Linked DNA regions of Sus scrofa: all the other regions are linked to region 4. Evidence: chromatin contacts called from public Hi-C and HiChIP or PLAC-seq data. All regions are on one chromosome and are shown on one strand. Each heading gives the region's core, a stretch centred on a gene start, on an enhancer-like site or on the middle of the called end of the contact. The rest is flanking DNA. Distances are from core to core; before and after follow the strand shown.

Evidence for each region. A called contact is a pair of places that touch in the nucleus more often than the background predicts. HiChIP or PLAC-seq counts read pairs in DNA pulled down with a chosen protein or histone mark.
Region 1: an H3K27ac HiChIP or PLAC-seq map of alveolar macrophages shows a contact between it and region 4. The contact joins the enhancer-like site here to the promoter of PHIP in region 4. A contact is called at or near these places in 1 of 5 promoter capture datasets (liver), 4 of 47 Hi-C or Micro-C datasets (embryonic fibroblasts, epiblast stem cells and fetal skeletal muscle) and 2 of 2 datasets of contacts at active chromatin or transcription factors (alveolar macrophages and skeletal muscle).
Region 2: an H3K27ac HiChIP or PLAC-seq map of alveolar macrophages shows a contact between it and region 4. The contact joins the promoter of SH3BGRL2 here to the promoter of PHIP in region 4. A contact is called at or near these places in 3 of 5 promoter capture datasets (fetal liver, fetal skeletal muscle and liver) and 2 of 2 datasets of contacts at active chromatin or transcription factors (alveolar macrophages and skeletal muscle).
Region 3: a Hi-C map of embryonic fibroblasts shows a contact between it and region 4, with 1.5 times the contacts expected there. The contact joins the promoter of LCA5 here to the promoter of PHIP in region 4. A contact is called at or near these places in 1 of 5 promoter capture datasets (fetal liver), 2 of 47 Hi-C or Micro-C datasets (brain and embryonic fibroblasts) and 2 of 2 datasets of contacts at active chromatin or transcription factors (alveolar macrophages and skeletal muscle).

Annotation. Positions count from the first base shown.
Region 1 is chr1:86,405,073-86,407,772 of Sscrofa11.1, forward strand. No RefSeq gene overlaps it. Among named protein-coding and RNA genes, the nearest start is that of SH3BGRL2, 75 kb to the right of the region's middle. Within about 2 kb of position 1,324, at least 9 of the 83 cell types and tissues checked have an H3K27ac peak or open chromatin away from gene starts, as enhancers often do. A contact at or near this core is called in alveolar macrophages, where this site is marked.
Region 2 is chr1:86,480,545-86,483,244 of Sscrofa11.1, forward strand. SH3BGRL2 (SH3 domain-binding glutamic acid-rich-like protein 2) reads right to left here and starts at 1,261. Exons shown (of 5, transcript XR_002344061.1): 1 at 756-1,261.
Region 3 is chr1:86,595,592-86,598,291 of Sscrofa11.1, forward strand. LCA5 (lebercilin) reads left to right here and starts at 1,376. Exons shown (of 8, transcript XM_003121398.6): 1 at 1,376-2,053.
Region 4 is chr1:87,115,460-87,118,159 of Sscrofa11.1, forward strand. PHIP (PH-interacting protein) reads left to right here and starts at 1,425. Exons shown (of 40, transcript XM_021092177.1): 1 at 1,425-1,804; 2 at 1,917-1,975; 3 at 2,103-2,132; 4 at 2,318-2,377. The coding sequence starts at 1,765.

The DNA.
Region 1 (2,700 bases), core at 74-2,573, 710 kb before region 4:
GGCACTAGCCTGCTGTGTCCCCTCTTTGCCTGGCAATTAACTACATTTTCTATTTCCTCCAGCTCTGTCTCTGAGTTTCCATTTGGTCTCGGTGGACAGAGGCAGCCAACATTTTGGCAACAGTACTGTGGAAAATCTGATGTATTTGCAGGGCCCTATCCCTACCATATTAGAGGTTGGGACTTTATACCTCCTGTGCCCAGCTGGCACAGTGGTGATTTATGAGGTGCTTGTGAAGGACAGGAGACTGCCCTCTCCTCTCAAAGATGTCTGTGTCCTGGTCTCCCACACCTGCTTTACATTGGTAAAGGGGACTTTGCAGATGGAATTCATGACCTTGGAAAGGAGTCTAACCTAGATTATTATCAGTAGGTCCAATGTAATGCCAAGGATCCTTCTAAGGGAAAGGAGGTAGTGTCAGAGTCAGAGAAGGAGACGGAGACGTGAGATGAAAGCAGAGGTCGAGTCACACAGCTTGGAGCTGAGGTTCTGGAAGCTGAAAAAGGCAAGACAATAGTTTTTCTCCAGGAGCCATCAGAAAGGATTGCATCCCTACCAACACCTTGATTTTAGCCTATTTGGGGCTTCTGACTTCCTGAACCCTAAGATACATTTCTGTTGTTTTAAGCCACTAGCTTCCAGTGATGTGTTACAGCAGCAAAAGGAATCTAACACAGTGTGAAATTAATGCTCTTTTGCAACATGAAGAAGAGAAAAATGCCTCTGGGCTCATCTTCTCTGTCTTGTGCTGTTTTTCTCTCCTCTTCCTCCTTGAGCTGCAAGGGGCCTGCCAAGATAACTTTCACACCCACACATGTTTTGCAACCCCCTGCCCTTCTGCTGGCTCAGCTGAGTCAGGGCTGGGAGGGAAATAGGGGCTTCTTTCCAGTTCACTCCACCAAAATGCAAAGTCGCACTTCATTCATCATTTTCTATCACCTACTGGGGCAAGGCTCCTGTGGTTGGTGCTGTGAGCAATCCTATTTGGTCTCTATCTTACTTTTAAGATTCTCTAGAACTCCTTGAGAACTGCAGCAAGGTAAGTTCAAAGGAAACCCCTCTGGCGATCCTCCGCCCTCCACGGGTTTCTCCACCTTCTCCCCCAGGAAGACAGGCCCGCCCACCTCCCTGGAGAACTCAGGTCTCCCCAGTCACAAACCTTCTCCTTCCCCAGGCCTTCATTTCCAATGTAACTTACGTAAATATATACTGAAAAAGGCCTGTTCTGAAAGGTAGATTGCCTTCTCACTGTTATCTTCACCGGTCTTTTCATTGTTATAGTGACGGTTAAAATGCAACACGCAGTTCAGTCTGACTTGCACTCAGCTATCAGGCCTCTAGGTGTCGCCACCACCCAAGTCCTGTTAACCAAGGGCGCCGGTTCTGCACATCCATACTGCTGAACATTTATTTTCCCCAAGATGATCCAGGAAAAATATATGCATATCATATATACTATATATACAATGTATTTTTTTCACAAATATTAAATGTGTAATATACATTTTTGCCCTAGACTTTACACACACACACTTACACACATACATATATATACACATCATAATTTTCCTTCATTCTGTGCCAGCTCTAATTTTCTGTGCAAAATTCAAACTAAGAGTATATGTTGTACCTGGCTACTTGCTAATTTTATTTTGCTCTATTTTCACTGGCACTGGAACTTCTTGGATTTTGCTTGACTATCAGAATGTTCATTAAAGATACACCAAGTTCCGCAGACACAAACAAGAAGTTTTTTCTCCTACAACACGGTGTGGGTGTTTTCCTTTCCTCTGGACCCGCATCCGTTTCTGGAGACTACCATGAGTTGATTTGGTTTTCAAAGCAAGCAGAAAGCAGCCAACACGGAAGAGTGGAGGCTTTTAGACTTCTGGAAATACTTCAAAAGTTCATCAGTTAATCACTTAAAATCACTTAACGTTTCCTTCTTCCCCACTCTGAAATTTTATAGCTTAACAAATGTGAATCTATGGTATTAGGAATCTGAAAGAAGAATGCTGGGTGGGAGAATTCAGAAGAGTTGAAAGGGTGGAAACCCTGCCTTCCAATTCTGCTCCTTTGTGATCTTAGGAAGTTTTTCTCCAAGTCGGACAACCCAGAGCACGTGTCTGTCTTGATTTCAAAACATATAGCCAAGTTTTACAACAATTACCCAGTTCAGTTATACTACTTTCTCTCTTTATTCCGGAATTGCCTCCTTTGTTCCTATGTCTTTATGCTTTGGCATTGCTACTGTTCCTTGTGACTGACTTTGTAATCATTTCGTTTTCTTTCTGGTGATTGCTATAGGTCATAGGCTAGACCAAGGCTTGAATCGAATAACTGGAAAGAACATTCTGTTTAAAGATACTCCTTGCCTCTCTTTATTTAAAACTAAGTAGAACTAAAAATTGAGACAAATTTCCATTAAGATATATGTGTGTGTACACACACAAACACACTCATAAATAAATGGGGGCTTTCCAAATCTTAAATTTCAAATATATAGTCATTTTCTGTTAGCTTTGAATATAATCAAAGCTATTGTTAGGCAAAGAACCTTGACTGTAATCAAGGTTATTGTAAGACAAAAGGAACACGCTGTTTTTATCATCCACCCACTTGCTCTACCCAAGAAAAATACTGAACAGCAGTTAGCTCATATTAAAGGCTATATCTAGTTACTGCTAAATTGGCAGATTT
Region 2 (2,700 bases), core at 11-2,510, 640 kb before region 4:
AAAATTCAAGAATATCGACCAAAAAAAAAAAAAAAAAAGCTTAAATAATTAAAGAGACCACAATTTATATATTTCAAGATGAAACTAACTAACATTTCAGGGGGAAAAAAACGCACCAAACGCACCACGTTTACATAGATATAAAAATATAGCACCCTAGGCAAAAAAAAAAAAAAAAAAAGGAGAAAACAAACCAAAAACCCGGGCACGACAGGACAAACCTGGTTGGCCACCCTCTTTTCGCTGGTATAAAACTGAAGAAACGCGCTTGGTGCCGGGTATGGGGTGGGGAGCAATTCCCACTTAAACTTGGTTCACTAGGGAGGCAGGTTAGCAAACCCAGCAGCCTAACAAGCTCCCTAACAAAACATAACCAAGCTGAAATTCCCAAATCGGCAAGAACTAACACCAAGGGAAGTGGGACCCACGAAGCTCTCGCCCTCCCCCCAAATTCCCAAGCCCCACAACTGGAGCTAGGGGCTCCTTGCCGAGTCCATTTCCCCGTCTCCTAGCAGGCCGAGCAGGGTGGGCACGTGGGTGGGTCTGGGGTACCCCATCCACCTCTGCTCCCCGCCCTATTCATTGTTGTCCAAGTGCAGTGGATCACCTGCCGGGCGCGGGCTCCCGCCGCCGGACGCGCCGCGAGCGGAGACTCTCACGGGCAAGCGCCGCGCGCTTCCTGCAGGACCCGCGCCCTACGCCCCTTACCCCAACAGAGCCGACACCGGCCAGCGGCCGGTCCCCTAAGTGCTCACCGCCACGAAGCCCGAGGAGGAGGCGATGAACACGCGGATGACCATCCTCTCGCCGCGCCGGGACAAACCGTCTGTCCCAGCGGGCTCCGGGCAGGCGCGGACGCGGAGGCAGAACTCGACTGAGAGCCGCCGCTGCCGCCTTCGCCACCACCGCCGGGCACAGCACTCGGAGCCGGGACGGTCGCAGGGAACCGGCTCCCTCCCGCCGGGTCCGCAGATGAAAGCTCAGAGCTTCCCGGCCGCCAACCGAGGTAAGGAGGAGGGGGAGGGGTGGGGCGGCAGCGGGCCGCGGAGCGTGCTGGGAGTTGTAGTCCCGGTCCCCTTCCTGAGTGGCGGGTGGACTGAGCTCCTTGCAGCCGCCTGCTTACTGCGCGTGGATCCCGGACCCTCGCGGGTAGAGAAGAACAGCCGAGGCCGGGAAGGAGCTGTGACAGGGGTGGCCGGGATCCTGGCGAGACCAGGGGGAAAAAAAGAAAACTAGGCGAGAATAGCCTGGTTCAAAGTCCAGGGTTGGGTGCTGTGTTGTGATTTACTGGCTTGGAGCATCCCCACCCAGAGACGTCAACAGACACCGTGGAGCCCGCAGAGACCTAAGTCTCCTGGCCGCCTGCGCGCCGTGCGAGCCCCAGGGACCCGCAACCGGCGGGGTGGCGCGGCCGGGCGCCCGGGAGGGGGTGGAGGGGCCGGCGTGGGGGGACGACTGGGCGCTCCTCTGTTTTCCCATAGGCTCTGGAGATTGCACAAGGTGATTGAGGGTAAATGAGCGGAATTCGGTTTTTTGTTGGTTTTTTTTTTTTTTTTTTTTTTTTTTTTGGTAGACGTTGAAAATTAGAAACCCAGGTGAAAGCACAACCGATATTTTATTTTTCTAGCAAACTTGTAATTGTAGTAGAAAAAAACACCAAGCGAAATTAGAATCCTGCTATCAACATCGGGAATCAGGACCCCACCCGCCGCTCCCCCTTCCTTACACAATGGCTTCGCCTTTCTGCACCTAATATTTACAGTTGAGCCAAATCTGTGCCTTTTTCAGACCTGCTGCGCATTCCAGCGCAGTCTCCCAGGAGGATGCTGTTAAATAAAAAGCTTTTATATAGTTGCTAATAGTTTAGGAATAGTTCTTCAGCAAGCGTTTTCTGTTTCACAAAAGCGCAAGCTCTCACAGCTCTGAGAAAAAGAACCAGTTTTCTCTGCATTACTTACTGTATTTACTTTCTTCCTTTCAGCAGGGGAGCTTTGCCAGAGGTCTGGGAACAACGTTAATTAATAGTTTGGGAAGAAAGAAATTAGATGATGAGGTCTCTGGCTCTTTGGTAGATTTCTTGCACAAACGCGAATAGTTTTGAAGCATTTGTTTTTTTAGAGCTATTTTGAATATTTCAAGGGTATAACCTTCCCTATTATTTATTGGAGGTCATTCCATTTTCCTTTTTTTTTTTTAATTTAGTGCAATAACAAGATACAGTCCTAATGGGACTTTATTTCTTCTTCCTGTTCAACCATTTTAAATATAAATTGTGCTGGCTGTAAATCCTCTCTCTGCAAATGTACTTTTATTTGGCTACTGTAAATGCAGAAATATTTATAATTTAAAATAATTTTATTAAGGTAGATACTGTATACTCCATATAAATGCAGTTTATAAAAGTGTAAGTTTTCTTCAGTTTGGAATTATGATGATATGGTTAAATGCAACAAATGAGAACTCAGAGTCTATCCTCTCTGACAGGTACCAGAGCGCATGAAAAGCGCATAAGTCATTTCCTCTGTCAGCAAGAGCATCTATGGACTGCAAAGGAAAAAGACAGATACGGAAATAGCGACAGAACAAGACACGCTGTACCAATAGAGTGTTGTGTGGATATAAAGGAAAGAGGGGAAAGATAGCCTTGTAGAAGAGACTTTGAGGGATCAGATGATGCTGGCAGGCAGAGGGAATGTAGAA
Region 3 (2,700 bases), core at 126-2,625, 520 kb before region 4:
GGCATTAAGTAAATTCGAATGTTGTATAACCATCACCATTTACTTCCAGAAGGTTTTCATCATCTCAAACAACAATTCTGGAGTTCCCGTTGTGGCTCAGCAGAAATGAATCTGACTAGTATCCGTGAGGATGAGGGTTCGATCCCTGGCCCCACTCAGTGGGTTAATAAGGATCTGGCACTGCTGTGAGCTATGGTGTAGGTCTCAGACCCAGCTCAGATCCCACTGTGCTCTTGTTGTGGTGCAGGCCAGCGGCTGAGGCTCTGATTCAGCCCCTAGCCTGGGAACCTCCATATGCCTCAGGTGCAGCCCTAAAAAGACGAAGGAGGAAGAAAAGAAAAACAAAAAACCCAATTCTGTATCCATTAGACAGTAACTCCCATTCCCTGCCCCCTTCTTTTGTTTCTGGTTATTACCTCTGTTCTATTTTCTGTCTGTATGAGCTTCCTATTTTGGATATTTCATAGGATATTAATGTTTTTTCTCCAAAGCTTACTCACCTCTGGTTATGTTGATCGTTGAGAGGTATACTCTTGTGGTTTTTTTTTTTTAATTGAAATCTAGTTGATGTACAATATTATATGTTACAAGGGTACAATATAATGATTGACAATTTTAAAGGTTATATTCCATTTATAGTTACTATAAAGTATTGGCTATATTCCCTGTGCTGTACAACAAATCCTTGCAGCTTATTTTATTTTATTTTATTTGTCTTTTTAGGGTCATACCCCCAGCATATGGAAGTTCCAGGTTAGGGATCCAGTCGGAGCTGTAGCCACTGGCCTATGCCATAGCCACAGCAACACGGGATCCGAGCTGCGTCTGCGACCTACACCACAGCTCATGGCAACACTGGATCCTTAACCCACTGATCGAACCTGCATCCCCATGGATGCTAGTCAGATTCATTTCAGCTGAGCCACAGCAGGAACTCCATGTTCTTGCTGTTTTTAAAAAATGATTTGTAAGTATTAGCAAAGTGCTAAAAACTGCCACCAGGATGAGATTTTTCTCTTTCCTGAATTCAGAAGGATTTGAAACCAGTTATATAATACTATATCTATAGACCACTGGAGTGATTCCACATACTACTAATATTAAGAGGCCAACATTTTTGGGCAGCACTACTTTGTAAATGTTTTACAGTTTTCTCATGTTTTCCCTAGTGTAATGAAGGTCCTCTATACTTTACTTAGCCTAATACGAATTTCTTATGCAACTGTAGTGAGAAGGCACTTTAAATGATGTCTTTTATAATTTCTTTTCATTTGGAATCACGTTTCTGCAATTATTTTCCTATTGATTTAATTATCAAGAAAAATTTCAGGTGCAGAGATCAAAAGGATTATTTGAATTTACCAAGGCAAAAAAAAAAAAAAAAGGTTTGAAAAAAGGAACAAAGGAAAACAAAAAGCATGTTAATACTTCTTTAATAATTCAAGATTTCAGTGATCTGAAAATATTGGGGGGGAAAATCACCTGAGTAATAAACTGTGCATCATTTGAATGGATTAAAGTTCAAATCACTGCAAAGCGGCTTATTTTTCATCCATCACCATGGATACAAAAGGACAGCTCAAGGGCAGGCATCTGACATCACAAGCATGTCCAGACAGGCCAGGGAGGGGAGCTGCAGCAATGCCACAAGGGACTGGAAGAAAAACCACGAAGGGAGGGGAGGAAGAGGCAGAGGGAAAGGGTCATTGTTAAGACGATGAATCAGAAGTTCAGTTGGGAGGATTAAATAGGGGGAGGCTGAAGGCCAACTGAGAGGCTTGGAGACCAGCAGTTGTTTACACTGACCTTTAAATACCTTCTTAGCCAGAAATAGAGCCAGAGAGAGACTGCTGAAAGAAGGTGTATCAGATCATTTGCTACTCAAATGGCAGTTTCTTTTATGGTCTCCTTATTTTATGTTTAGGCTTTAACTGATGTCCTAAGGCTTTCACCTGCCTGGCTCGCTCACTGAAGCTCCATCGCCAAAGTAGCTGAAGTTAACAACAGCTGGAAAGATCCACTGGGACCAGTACCCATAGGACAGTAGGAAGTGGTAAATATCGAGACGAATGGCTACTATAGATACTAAGCTTTTCTTCATGGACAGATACAATTTTTATTACAGTTTATTTTAATTTTTTTATAAGCTCAAAATTTTGTTTCCTATCAAGAGGCAGTGAATGCATCTTATTCACAGGTTGCTGCCTAGTGTATAGAGACCTTGACTCAGAAACTCTGGGTTTGGAGGTATGCTGGTCAAAGTTCAATAACAGTTTGTTACTGAAAGCCAGTGCCCAAGAGGTGAGCTTGGTGGAAAGGAAAATCTGCTTTATTTTGGAGGCTGGTAACTGGTGGAGAGGGTGGACTCATGTCCAAAGGCTGACTCCCCACCACTGACAATCAGGGGGCAAGAGCTTTTAAAGGGGAGATTCAGGAATGCGTAGGCAGAGGGAGGGGGCTACATGCAGAAACAGCATGGTCAGCTCTGACAGTCATCTTGAAATTGGTCATTGTTAGTCTGAGCAGCATCATCTTGATTGTTTTAAGTACAGTTAGACTTCAGTTCCAGGGTCCATTTGTTCCCATTTCTTTGAGATGAGTTCTCAGAATTGTGGCAGCTTATATCATGGTTACAGTTTGGTCATCATGTAGTTAACTTTTTCCACCTGCTGGGGGTTTCAGTATCTACACAACAGCTCA
Region 4 (2,700 bases), core at 175-2,674:
TTTAGACCAGATCCATAAAATGCAGTTTGTTATTTAAAATTTTTAAGGAGAATCTTTTGTTAAATGTTAACAAAAGAACGACAATCCTAATTCCCTTTAAAACGCAGTCCTTAAAAAAAAAATCAACTCTCAAGTCTTCTTGAAAAGTGCTTAAATCATCTGGAGATAAATATCACTTGGTGTCCTTGTTTTCTAACAAATGGCTTTTTCCATTGTTTCCATTAATTTCACCCATATTCGTTTTTAAAAAAACAAGGCCCTTATCCTCATCAGCAAAACACAGATGTATGATTTAGCATATAAAACCGGTAATTACATACTCATTTACAAAAGATTAATTTTTTTCTCTTTTTGTCAGTTTTCAAGAAGTCTTCCCGTGATTAACTGTAAACAGGAATGGTTTACACCTCAAATTAGAAGCCATTAATTAGCATGACGAAGTATACACAGATACACAGATAATTTAAATTATTTAATCACTAATCACTTTGGCTAAAGTGTAGTATACTCTCTCATTATCCTTCGGTAGGTTATTGATCTGTCACTATATTCCCTCCCGATCAGTTAGAGACAAATATTAGCGTTCTTTCCTTTCTCTCAGGTTTACACTATTCCTTCTCGTAAACACTTAAGAAAGCTTTAAGGTTCTTTAATCCCAAATCCCTAATTAGCCATTACTAGCCTTTTTGTAACGAAGGGGAAAAAAAAAAGAGTATCTGAAGTACAGACTACGAGTTCGCTTTGCCAATATAACAATAAAAAACCCCACACATTTAAAAAATGTACGGTTAAGGCAATGGCAGTAATAAAAGATATATGCAGAGGTGGCTTCAGCAAATAACGGGCTTGGAAACGCAAGGGCTCAACAAAAAGCCCCTGAACCTCTCCTGCAATATACAGCTCTCCGTTAAATTACACAACACTTTGCCTAGGCTGCAGAAATAACAGGACAAGACTTACACAGATGCCAATCCGCAGCATTTATACACATGCACATGGCCAAGAGACAGAAACCAAACACTATCATTCAACTCGGGCAGGGTGGCGCGATCCCGAGTTTGCCCAGCGTGAGAGTGCTCTATGCGTGTGTGTCTGTGCGCGCGCGTGAGAGTGAGACCCATCCTCGGGGCATTTCCCCTCTCTGGGCAGTTTTGCTTCATTTGTTTCCTATTTCTGCTACATAGAAACTAACTTCCATCTCAGCCTCAGCCAGCGCCACTGAATAGAGCCTGTGCTGCGGCGCCGTGTGCGTCAGATCCCTCCGCAGAGCCGTCGCCGACCCCCCTCCCTCCCGCGATCGGCCTCCACAGAGAAAGCGCCTTGCAGCCAACCGGCGGCTTCGGCTCCGACATCTTCGACTGGAAATAAATAAATAAATAGCACCTCCGGCCGGGAAGCAGCGGGCGGGGGGCTCGCCGCGCCGGGTGCGGGGCGCCGTGGGCGCGGGGTCGGAGGCACTCCTTTTTTTCAGCGCCGGGGGGCGGGGGCGCGGGCAGGACCGGGCTGAGCCCGGGGCCGCGAAGGCGGCGGACTCTTTTCTGCGGCGGAGGGATCCGCGGCGGAGGCGGCGGCGGCTGGAGCCGCTGCCTGAGAGTTGTTGTTTCCTCCTCCTCCTCCTCCGCCTCCGCCGCCGTAGCTTGAATGGTGGAGCCCAGGCTCGGCTCGTGAACACACAGTGACAGCTATAGGGCAGGCGGCGGCACCATCCCCGCTTCCCCTCGGCGGCGGGGTGTCCCGCCGGCGGCCCCGAAGTGACCCATAAACATGTCTTGTGAGAGGAAAGGCCTCTCGGAGCTGCGATCGGGTAAGTCGGGGGGCTGCCGGGGCCGCTGGCACCGGGCGATTCCGCCCGCGGGCCCCCGCCCCCCGCCGCCCGGCCGCTCAGCCTGTGTCTCCGGTCCCTCTCTCCCGCGCAGAGCTCTACTTCCTCATCGCCCGGTTCCTGGAAGATGGACCCTGTCAGCAGGCGGCTCAGGTACGGCGGCGCGCGGGGCGGGCCGGGCGGGCGCTCGCCGCTCGCGGGCGTGGGGGAGGGCGGCGGCGGCGGCGGCGGGGCCGGGCCCGGGGCGCGGGGCTCAGCTCTCCCCGCTTTGTTGTTGCAGGTGCTGATCCGCGAGGTGGCCGAGAAGGAGGTAAGGGCGGCGGCGGCCCGCGCGTCCCGCCGCTGCGCGGCCGCCAGCGGGCCGCTGCGCCGCCGCCGCCGCCGGGGCGCGGGGCGCGGGGCTCGGGGTCCCCGGCGGGGCGGGGGGCAGGCGGGGGAGGGGCGCGGGCGGGCCGGGGCCGGGGGCCGGGCTCACGGGGTGCCCTCTCCCCGCAGCTGCTGCCCCGGCGCACCGACTGGACCGGGAAGGAGCATCCCAGGACCTACCAGAATCTGGTGAGACATTCGCGTCGCGGAGCAAAGAAACTTTTCCCCGAGTCGAATAAAAATTGAATTTCCCGCAATTTTTTACGGAGACAAAAACTTGGCCTCGGAACCTGCAAGCTCCCAAGGCCAGGGGAGGGTTGGGAGGCAGGCGCGGGGGCCGCGGGGGGCAGTGGCCGGGGGGACCCGCACCCCGGGGCCGCAGGGGCTGCCGACAATTTATTTGTGATATTTTGTTAATGTGCTAGAAATAAAGATACGTCATGAGCGTTGTGCAGTGCAAGGCCGGAGGAGGAGGGGCCGGCGCGCGCGGCCGTGCGGGCGCGGGGGCGCGC